Linked DNA regions of Zea mays: region 2 is linked to region 1. Evidence: chromatin contacts called from public Hi-C data. All regions are on one chromosome and are shown on one strand. Each heading gives the region's core, a stretch centred on a gene start, on an enhancer-like site or on the middle of the called end of the contact. The rest is flanking DNA. Distances are from core to core; before and after follow the strand shown. Region 1 has its middle 70 kb from the start of LOC100191856. Region 2 has its middle 25 kb from the start of LOC103626716.

Region 1 (5,732 bases), core at 1,575-4,074:
TGTAACTCCCAGGCTGAAGGTAAATGCAAATTCATGAGATGGTATCTGACAAGATACGGAATATAGATTTGGACCAAATATCGTGACATATTGAGATAAAATGCCACGATCATTCTAAGAGAATGTCCACAAAAGATAGCACATCGGTATAGTCTCGTAATGGATCATGACTATTAACCGTGATACCAGCGCGTGCCGAGCAGCTCAACCTTATGTGTGCACCCATAGGAGGCTCTCGGTTTAGTCGGGGCACCATCAGTCGTTAGTCATAACACAATTACCAAACACAACCAACGATAAATCCATGTGGCATAAATGGATGGAGCCCTTGAGAGTATGGCTTGAAAAATAAGATCATGACAGGAGTTGAAACATAGATTTTTGGCAAAAAGAGCAACGCATGAGAATCTTATTCAACTCCATATACTCTTTTATGATTGTCACGGTGATTATGAAGTCAGAGATTTATACGGGAGTGGATATGCGGAGGAACCAACCATGAGATCAGGATTGATGAGCTTTTAGAGACATCAGAAAACCAAGGACAACAGCAACATCCATTGAACTAAATGGATACACTGTTTAAAGATAAAATTTGATAAAACAACGTCATGATCCTCGGAGAAGGGGGTATGAGACTGACCAGAAATGAGAGATTTAGGCAGATCAACATACGATACTTGAGAACAGGTTATAGCAGATAACCAGATAATAGGGCAGAATCATTAAAGGATCCGGAGATTTGGATGATAAGGCCACAACATGATTCACAAGGAAAATGATTACCAGATTTGGAAAGGAGAGGTAGGAAAACAAGATCTGCTAGGATGAGCAGAACAAATGCTATGAAGATTCGGGACATGATCGATGGAAAGAAACACGGCCTTGATAGGGTTTGTGCAACTAGACACCAAACAACAATTTTTTGACGTAACAAGTGCACAAGGAGACTTGGGTTGGTCTAGCGGTCAAGCTATGGGGATCCACAAACCGTGCAGGTGTAACTTCAAGGGTACAACACACAAGGGGTAGAGAATACCAACATAAGCATGATTTTTTAAGAGGTTTCACTTGCTAAACTCAAGGTTGTTTGGGGGTCTTTTCATGAGGAGGATGGACAACATTTTTTTTGCAAAAAGGGTTGAACAATTACAATACCACCTAGATAGCAAGACAAGTGAAACACATAACACGACCTAACAAGACTTACCAATCTGACACGAGGTAAGGCATTTCTTAAGTTCCTAACATAGCAGTGCGTTAAAATATTCACAAGTTCTTATTATTAGAATGAAGGTGAGAGAAGCATGTTGGTGCACAAGAGACAATTATAATGCGACAATCATGATGCATGCTCATTCTAGACGTCTTCTCAGACCTAACTACTTTTTCGGGTGCTTCTACAACATCCTTATTAATAGTAGTAGTAGCCTTTATGGCCTATATAAATAGCCACCAAGCTACCCATCTATTCCCTAAGGCTTCACGTCATAGGTTTATCTTTACCGTCCTGACGATCTATCCAACATTGGTTTCTAAGCAAGTTTTACTTTTAAAAAGTTGGTATTCATGACTTATTGACTTCTCTGAAGTGGTACTCGCTCCGATACCAGCTATGGCGAAACCGTCCAAATTATTCCAGCTTAAGTGGCCAAGTCATACCCTTAAAGGTAGCAACACACTTAAACCGGAATAACTCGTTAGTCCCTCGGATCTAGTCCGATAAAGCCACTTATCCAGGATCGAATACCACTAGCTCACTCGAAGGTGAGGCACAGAGAAATAAAATAAAGCATAATACCATAAATTAAGAAAGTATCATTAGTGATTACATTATCAGAGTTTCAGAAACAGTAACCAAAATTTTTAATGCAGCGGAAATAACTAACGGAGAAAACCGAGTAACATGGCGAAGCCTGGCCACACTACTCCTCCTGGTCCTCTCCTGTGGAAGCAATAACCCTCTCGACCATCTATCCTGGAAGCAATAACCCTCTCGACCATAATTTATAAGGACTGATTCTAAACTGAACTTAAGCAAACAATGCAATCTCTGGAATCTGTACTGAAATTGGACAGATTCAGTTACTGAACATGTGAAAAGCATAGCTTCTAAACGATCAGACTTATGGCTGTCAATTTTTAACACGAGCAAGATAATAAAGTTATGTACAACTTTTCTATATGATTTTTCTACAAAACACATATTTTACTTAACTAGATTACACGCACAACCAAAATTGTACACGCAGTAATTTTAGTTTGCTAGCACAAGAGCACTTAACTAAATCACCAAGCAAAATCATAGAGAGACACTATCACCAATTTCTCAAGTTCAAATCATTATGACTTAGTTATCAAGTTTCAATTTGTATCAGGACACTTAAGCATTTCACGAAATAGACACCAAGGGTGTCACACTGGAATGGATCCGAGATTAGGATAAATCTCCCAACATAACACGAAATAGACACCTAGGGTGTCACACTGGAATGGATCAAAAGGAGTTAAAATGTGCAACTTATATTTTTTTCTAATATTATGTGATTTACTTCTATGTTATAAATCATTTTCTAAAATTCTTTTTACTAAAAACAAGAGCTACGGACTGTTGTTACCATTCTAAAGAATACAGGGTAGCTTATAAATATCTTGGACTCTATCCCAATTATTTTACACATGCCAAGGACGGCATGTTAAAACCCTAGATCTGCAGGGGCTCTTAAGCAAAATAGACGGCTCGAAGGGGTACGGGTGAGCTAGGGCCATCCGATCAGACTCTGGTGGCTCAGATTAGAAGTTATATATACTAAACCGGTATGCAATCCGAGCCGCCCAACGAGCGATCGACGGCCCGGATTTTGAAACAACTAGATACTAACGCCGTCCCTCCATCTCCCGATCTCCGGTTTAGATCAAACCGACGCAGGGGTGATACTAGATCTAATCTCCAGTGCTCATTTTGTGATCAACGTACATAGGCCCGTCTCCCCCCCCCCCCCCCCCCCCCCCCCCCACAGCTCGGCAGGACAGTGGCACATGTCTTCCCTGCGGTGGCGTACCACCGGAGCCCATCCCAACGACACGATTCTCCGGCTAAACCCCAACGCAGGAGGTGCAACACAAGTAGAGCTTAATAGAAGATGATATAAGCTTCTTACTAGGGATGGGAGCCTCCGCAGAAGTCTGTCCGCGATGGGATTTCGGCTCGCCGACATCGTCCGACCATCGGTGAGAAATCGCCGATACCGTGGTTTCCATATTCACCCTGCTATGTGCCTCCTACGTGCGACACGATCAGCCGAACGCCCAGGACCACGCATAGAGGACATAAGGGCGGCGAGCGCTTGAATAGATCTCAGCGGTGTTCCCCGGCGAGCAGGACCAGTCGCACCGGCGCCGAGGTTAGCGAGGATGGCCCCGGCCTTTATACACGCATGCGGAGCCGGACTGCGAACGATCCCTCCTGCGTGGGGCCCACCAAATCGCAACTGACGCCAACAAATTCGGTCGAGCACGCGCGTGGGGTTAGTTGCAACCATCTGCGAGGTTCACGGTGAGGTTGGGGATGAATATGACACATGGGTCCCAATAGTCAGTGAGGGAGTCCAAACGCGCAGGTGCGGCTTCCGGCTGATGCGTGGGCCCATGTGGCAGTGGCTAGTGCGAGTGGGCGTGATAGAATCCGACCGCGCGGGGCTAATTGGGCCGCGCGCCCGTGGCTTTGGGCCCACGCAGGTATGGTTCTCCTTTCTTTTTGTTGTTTTGGTTTTTTTTCTTTTTATTTCTTTTTTTCTATTTTGATTTCCATATTTCGAATCAAACTCAAATAAAATTTGGATTTAAAATGCACAGCTAAGAAAAGTCCAGCATGGTTATGTAAAGTTTACTTCTATTTATTTATTATCTTGTTTTAGCTATTAAACAAACGTTCTCTTACTATGAAACTCATAAAATACACTAATCTAAAAAAAATCGAATATATCATCCTAGATCCTTTGGTGATTATTCTGTAGGCAATAATTCTAAATGTTTTTATTTGTGCACGAATTTCTGAATTTATTTCCTACTAAGAGATAGCTTCATAGGCACTATAGTGAATAATTTTACTCCCTAAACAATTTGGAATCTTTCTATTTTTCTCATTTAATCTCAGTTCAAAGTTTTAACTTCAAGTTTTGAACTACCAAAGTTTGAATATCACTATTTATTTCCTCTATACATTATAATGAAATAGACATTTTAGCTTAATCTTTTGGAGAGCCTTTATAATTCCAAAAATAAGATTTTGGGTGTTACACAAAACTTATGGACTAACTAGTTTGCCTAGTTGATCTTTTCTCAGGTACATAAAGTTCATATACATCTGTAAGGAAAATGGACCCTTAGGTCGTTTCTATAAATATGGTGTGAATCAGACTTGCACCAGCCTGCGGTGCACCGGACTGTTCGGTGTGCACCAGACAGTGTACGGTGCCCAGGCTGGCGCGCCCGACGAACAGGCCGCTCTCGGGAAAACTCAGCGCTCCATGGCTATAATTCACCGGACTGTCCGGTGAGCCCATGGCCAACGGTCAACTTCGCCAACGGTCGACTGCCACCGGAGTCAGAAACTGTCAGAAGGTTAGAAACGGTCAGGCGTCAGGTCGCATCTGACTGTCCGGTGCGCCACAGGGGCAGGCGGATCCAACGCTCGACTGCTACAGACACCAATGGCCGAGTGACATGGCAGGCACCGGACAATGAACAGTGTCGTGTCCGGTGTGCACCGGACTGTCCGGTGGGCCCGTCGATAGAAAGCTGCTCCTTTCTGTCCAACGACTATAATTCTGGTGGGGGCTATAAATACAACCCCAACCACCTCCATTCAGCACATCCAAGCATTCAATACATCCACATTCAATACAAGAGCAAGGAATTCAATACAAGACACATTCAAAGCTTCCAATCATCTCCAAGTCCCACAATTAAGACAAGTGATCAATAGTAATTAGTGTCTTGAGAGAGTGTGATTCGTGTTTCATTTGTTGCTCTTGTTGCTTGGCTTTTTAATCATGCTTTCTTCATCTCCTTCTAAACTCTCTAAGTGACTTGTAAAGCTAACAAGAGACACCTAAGTGTGTGGTGATCCTTGCGGGGTTTTTGTGATCCTTGAGATTAAGAAGAAGCACTCAATCGGTCTAGGTGATCGATTGAGGGAGGGAAAGGGTTGAAAAAGACCTGGCTTTTGTGGCCTCCTCAATGGGGATTAGGTTCGTTGGAACCGAACCTCGGGAAACAAATCGTTGTGTTCATTTGTGTTGATCATTAACTTGCGATTTGATTCTCCCTCTCCCCTCTCTCTAAAAGTTCTCTTGCTCACAATCCTTTGAGTTAGCTCCCGAAGTTATCCACATTAATTGTGCAACTCATAGCAAGAAGAACTCTCTTCTGCACTCTGTATTCATTATTATTTGTTTCTAATCCTAACCCCGGGTGAAGTACATGTTCAAAGTTTATAATTTACAGGTTTTGCCTATTCACCCCCCTCTAGGCGACTTTCACCACTCCTGTAGACAATTTGGTGATTTTTATAATACTGTTCCCGTATGGAGGGTCCGGTGCACCACCGGACTAATCCGATGCACTAGGCATCTGAAGCCCCTAGTCTGGGTTCTCAGCGAACTCAATCCGGTGCACCATCGGTCCAGTCCGGTGAGGCCCATCACCTAGTTGAAATCCTTTTTAGCTAG
Region 2 (5,874 bases), core at 1,905-4,404, 450 kb after region 1:
ACACAATAAATTTTGCCATTGACCAACACACGATACGAACTGGACATCCAACTGTTGAATTGCTAGATCAAATTGAGTAGACAATCACACGTATTCTTGTTAGGCAAAGGAAGAGGTTAAAATACTAACAACCAAACAGGAAGCTCAAGTAACAAATACTTTGGAGTTCCCATATTTCAATTATCATAGCTTCAGATCAATGCAGCCTGCAAGAAACAACAAAAATGGTTAAACTTTCTGTTTTTTTACCAGGTCTCTTAAGAATTCTCCACCTCTTTCAAAAAAAGAAAAGAATTCTACACCGATTCTAATATTCAGACTATATAGTTGGATCTTGGTACTGTCAAATCTTCTCAAAACCTTCGCATGTATGAGGCAATCCAAACCTAATCAGTTGGGATAATGACATGGCCTTTCTTAATTCACATTTGAAAACAGAGCTGTAGCAGAAGTAGCCTACAAACTATATATAATACATACACAGCTTAACAAAGTCAGACTACTGGGTAGAACTAACATAGACACGATAAAGAGTGGTAGCGGTAACACAGTTTTTTGCTCATTAGAACACATGGGAATCCATAGAATGTTCTTAAAACAAAGGATTTCACATGACTTTTTTTATATATTTTCTGCTACTATGTAGTGTGTCCACTCAAATTTTATTCATTGCTGGCCAGTACAGGACATATATAGACGTCAGATCATAACAAACAGCAGTAAGGAGGTTGCAGTTCAATAGATCTGGGAGAGTTTTCTACTTTAATCACATGTGCAGAAAAAAAAGTAGTTTCTTTCTTTTATTTTTTATACTATCTTCTTTTCTATTCCATTTCATTTCTCCTTTCTAGAGCCACACGAGCTAGTTTCTTAGGTCCATTGCAACATGCTACAATATCATCAGTGTGCAGATCACCCAGCTTTATCCACAGTGACTTGCACAGTGCAACTATCTTCTTTTACGCCTTGGAATATAGATTAACTGTATTTTCCTATAAGGTGGTGCAGATGTAGCTAGCTTCCTCGTGTTGACACCTACGTGGTGGGTGCATCGACATCATATATCCTGTTGAGTGTAAAAAGGTGCTACAGATGTGTCCAAACAGATATTTTGCTAAGAGAAACCTTCTCAGATCGCACATGTTAAAAAATAACCCTTGCTCTGCCCTTTCAAAGCGGCTTGTAGCTCATATAAGAATAACCACCACAAGGTCAAACATTAGATCTATGTTGTGGTATGAGTATGAGAAGGACCAAGTTTTAAGCATATGCCTTATAACTATGCTTTGACGTGAGACGGGCGAGAAGATTTTTTAAAACCTCAATCTAAAAATTCATTTCTACTCAAAACCTGAGAAGTACTACTATAGCTATCTAACCAACACAGCTGGAGATCCGATCCGTTCACAGACGTGTGCGATCAGGACCAGCAGTCCAGCATCCAGGAAGGTGATGTACGACTAATCGCTAGCTAGCCAAGAAAGCGCTGGGTCAGTTGCAACAAGTCCTCTCATGCTACCTAAGAAGAAAAACTGTGCGTGACTTCAAGAGCTCTAGGTGACAAGTGAAGCTGGTTTGGATAGAACAGTAGCCCATACATGTTTTGACACCTATGCATCATGGTTTCCTTTTCAGAAGAGAATAGATGCAAAGCCACCATTGGGCGTGCCATATGACAACTCCTCCTGTCACTGTCAAGAAAAGCAAACAGAGATAAGGGAGCGATGAAACATGTTGCGTCCGATGGCCAGTAGCTAGTAAATTGAATTTTCGGTTGCCACTCATGTCAGGTCTCGAAGCAAAAGTAGGATCGATGGTGCTGAAATATGAGCGCCTGGCTAAACAATCACCTTAGGATGTGTTTGGTTTGAAGTTAAAGTAGTATGAGGGGGTGACATCATCCACTCGATTTTTTGGATCACGTCGCTACCAAAAATCGATCCGGTGTTCATCTCACTTCCTACGTAACTCTCATTCAAATACCATAGAAAATATAGCTGTCCCCTTGTACGTTCAACCAAACCCACCTTTATGGCTGGTTTGGTGCATAGAGATCATGAAAGTATCTATGTAAGTAATTTTCTTGCTATTCAATTTTGAATAGAAAGTGGATTCCTCTCTATAGATCCGCTCGTGATCTCTGTTCACCGAATCAGCCATTAATGTCCTTCCAAGCCGGCTTTCTTTTTCCTTTTGTTTTGATTCTTATTTTGACCGGGGGGGCAGATAAACTTGTTGACGCTTGGCAGATGACGCTTCTTCTCGTTAATCCACCGAGAAGCCAACTTTCTGGCACTGAGGTGCACAGTCCATGATAAGCTGCTAGGACCACTGGAGAGGGAGATCCATGATACAAGGCGGAGAGAAATGTCGCATAAAGACTGCACTTGGGTAAGCACCGTTTGACAGACAGGTGGTCAAAGTCAAGTTGGATTGCTCCACAATAATTCCTCTCATGGAGCCCACACACGTACACCCAGCCCATCTCGCCAATGATGCCATGGCTTTGGGGTGGGGGCATTTGTCGCGTTCTGGTGTGCTGGAAACGGAACGGAGCAGTAGCAGTTCAAAGGAGCAAACTTGGGGGAGCTTTGTTACTTACTAGTGTAGCTTGCCTTGAAGCTTCTGCTGCTGAGCACCTCGTCTACATATGTACAGCAGTCATGCTGACTTGCGCCGCGGAGCAAGAATTTATGCACGGTGGTCGCTGCTCTCAAGCAAACTTGTTTTCAGTTAACAGTTGTACTGCTATCAACTCGTCTGGAATCTAGTACGGTCAGTGGATGACACGTGGTGGAACGGTGCTTGCCAAACTGACTGCCTTCATTCTTCATGGCCTACAACTACAACAGGTCAGATTGTTCGGCGAGTCGACCTTCTCCAGGTGTACGATTGCAATAAGCAGCCAAGATCAAGCGTAGCACTTTCAGTATCGTAATCTGCATTTTTTTCTGGTTGATAGTTTTTTTTTTACTGAAAAGGTCAGGATAAGTTTTTAAGGTGGATAATTAATAACGCAAACAAGAGATTACCTGGTCATATTCAGGCGATGTGGATCCGGTGGTCGTCGGTGAGCGGTGCGCGCCCGGGTGGGAGGCTTAACTTTTTCCTTACAGGCCTGGAGACTTGGCCCACATAATACAGACTGCCCAGCTGGCCAGCTCCTTCGCGAGAGCTCGATCCACTCGGCCTCTTTAGCAGTGATGGGCCAACAAATGGAGTAATCTATCACCCCAAAAAAAACATAAGGCCGTAAAAGATGGTCTTTAGATACAATTACACTTATTTGGGCTGACCAGGTACGACAATTACCTGCGAACGATGTTGGTCACGAGCGAGAAGAAGGAACCGTAATTCACTTATTTGGGCTGACCGCTTCTTACATCCGTACATGGGCTTTATATGGCCCATTGCTCGTGGCCTGTTACCCCGCTATGCACTAGTGTTGCGCTTTTTTTCATTTAAAATATTTAGATTTTAAAACTATACTCCAGAACTGAAATATTGCGAAAAAAAAATGAGTGGCTACCGTCCCAATAATGGACTACAGAGGCTCAATTATGAATATTTTTGCATTTTTTTGGCACCAGGATCCCTAGGGGACCTGCCGCCGAGTATAGGGGCAAAAAAGACCCCCTCGTCTCTATACTCTTATTTTTTAAATAGGGTGTTTGGTATGTTTCATATGAGGAAAAAATATGCGACGTCTTGTCTTGCAACTCCTGGCACTACTAGCCAGTACACCTATGATGATAATTTCTCATATAGAATATACTAAACATCTTATTTAATAAGGGCAAAACATGTGTCGCCCCTCCCTCGACCAAGACGGTGTGATATCAAAGAATGAATATCTTTGGTACAAGATTGCGATATCACAAAGGTGCATGGCATGTACAAAGCTCTGAGATTAATCTCAAGAAAATGCTTCTGAACACCATGGTATTTTTCCCTTCATACTCAACCAATTGTCATAACCTTAATTCTGCAAAAACCCTAATACCTGATTACTCCAAACCAAACAGACTTGCCACTGCTAGCACGCACGTGCCACACCAGCGCGAGCAAAGCCGGTGGTTTGGTGCGTGCATGCAGGTGCAGCGTCTGGCTGGCAGAGCGCGTCGTCGCCGTGGACAGGAGGATTTCTTTTTTGTTTTCTGAACAAGGACAGCAGGATCTTTTTGCAGGACACAGGACGACGCCATCTATCACGTCGGCGTCGGCGTCGGCGGGGCCTGGTAGCGTGGACTCCGCGTCATGCGCCCATGCCCGTGCCGACACGCACCGGACAACTCGTGCATGCAACCTGGCCGAGCGGCGAGAGCGTGCTTATTAATTTATTTATTAATTAATCAGATCAGAAGAAGCCCCGGTGGAGTGGAGTGGAGCCACGCGCGCGCGCATCTCGACGGCGATTTTTCAGGCATGAACGCGCCGCGACCGACCGACCGAGCGCCCTGACCACGCGCTCACGCACACACTTACGTAAGGAACAGTTGGATGCATGCATGGCACTGGCACAGCACAAGAAGCACATGTTCCCCGTGCGGTGCGGCACAAGTGAGGACCCAGCGCAGCAGCAGAGGAGATCTCCCACTTCTCCAAGTACATGTACTCCTACCCACCAACACTTTCTGCTCGGTTGGAGAAGCATGCGGACGCAAGGGAATCAGAAGGCGGTGGGTGGTTGGTGAGTCTCTTGCGTCTCATATGCTACTGTCCACGTACACAGATCTAATCTAGGATAATCCGGGGTACCTAGCTAGCACTACGAGTATGTAGTAACTAATTAACCTGCGGGGTGTACTATAGCTAGCTTAAGAAAACAAAGGAGAGGAACCAAGTATATATGACGGACAGCGCTAAGGCTATCGTCTCCAGCAGCTCTCCTACTCCCTCTAGTCTAAATTGACGTTTAAGGCAACGAAGGAATGGATCAAAAATTTTGATGTTTTAGCTTTTGCATGCAAATTTAGCCGTTTTTGCCCCTGCATGCGCGCTTAGCGTGCACCAATGTTGCGCATTTAATTCCCCTTGCTACATGGGGCTCCTTATTTTCTCTGCATGCATGCGTATTAAACATGCTGAAATTGTGGAGCAGCATAGACACTTTGTCACGAGCTAAAAAGAAAAGAAAATGAAGACCGGCATTACCAATTTCATTGTTCGGTGGTTCCATATTCAAATCCATCATGAACAAGCACCACAGTTAGTAGTAGAGTAGTAGTATCTGGTTAGCTGGATTATTTTGGATATCTGGCACCAGTACGTTTGCAATGCATCTAGTGATAGCTAGCCGGATTACATCCACGCATCGGCAACATTGGCGCGAAAAAAATGGCATGCAGCGGCAACATTGGCGCGAACGAAAAAAATGACGGATGCAGCAAAATAAATCCCATCGCGAAAAAAGGGCCTCTAATGCACGGCCAGGAGTTGAACCGGAGACCGTAGGCTTCAAAAATGTCTTTCCAACCACATGAGCTAAGAGAATATAATGACCTCCAATGCCACACGACCTTATTTACTAAAGGTAAAACGGGAAACATGCACTCTAGTTAATGACTTCTCGTCAAGAATTTTAGACCTGGAGGGAGTATATCCCATTCTCTATCTTGTTTTCTATATCAAACCCCGCTCAACAAACACTATTATATGTGGTGCAAACATTATTTCGCACACGATCATATGCATGATAACGAGCGGGTAACGAGGCACCATCAACATCAACAGTAGAGGCACCGATCGAGCCCGTTCCATTAGTACACAGACGCTCTATAGCGGCGGTTGTGAACCAATTTTCACTAGTGTTTCTTGGAACCGCCGGTGCTAGGAGCCAGTAGAAATTATCATTTTACAGGCGGATAACTAAGA

The links. A called contact is a pair of places that touch in the nucleus more often than the background predicts.
Region 2: a Hi-C map of ear shows a contact between it and region 1, with 1.8 times the contacts expected there. The contact joins two enhancer-like sites. A contact is called at or near these places in 3 of 25 Hi-C or Micro-C datasets (bundle sheath, ear and leaf).

The regions. Positions count from the first base shown.
Region 1 is chr5:94,364,412-94,370,143 of Zm-B73-REFERENCE-NAM-5.0, forward strand. No RefSeq gene overlaps it. Among protein-coding and RNA genes, the nearest start is that of LOC100191856, 70 kb to the left of the region's middle. Within about 2 kb of position 2,825, at least 17 of the 20 cell types and tissues checked have an H3K27ac peak or open chromatin away from gene starts, as enhancers often do. A contact at or near this core is called in bundle sheath, ear and leaf, where this site is marked.
Region 2 is chr5:94,817,362-94,823,235 of Zm-B73-REFERENCE-NAM-5.0, forward strand. No RefSeq gene overlaps it. Among protein-coding and RNA genes, the nearest start is that of LOC103626716, 25 kb to the right of the region's middle. Within about 2 kb of position 3,155, at least 20 of the 20 cell types and tissues checked have an H3K27ac peak or open chromatin away from gene starts, as enhancers often do. A contact at or near this core is called in bundle sheath, ear and leaf, where this site is marked.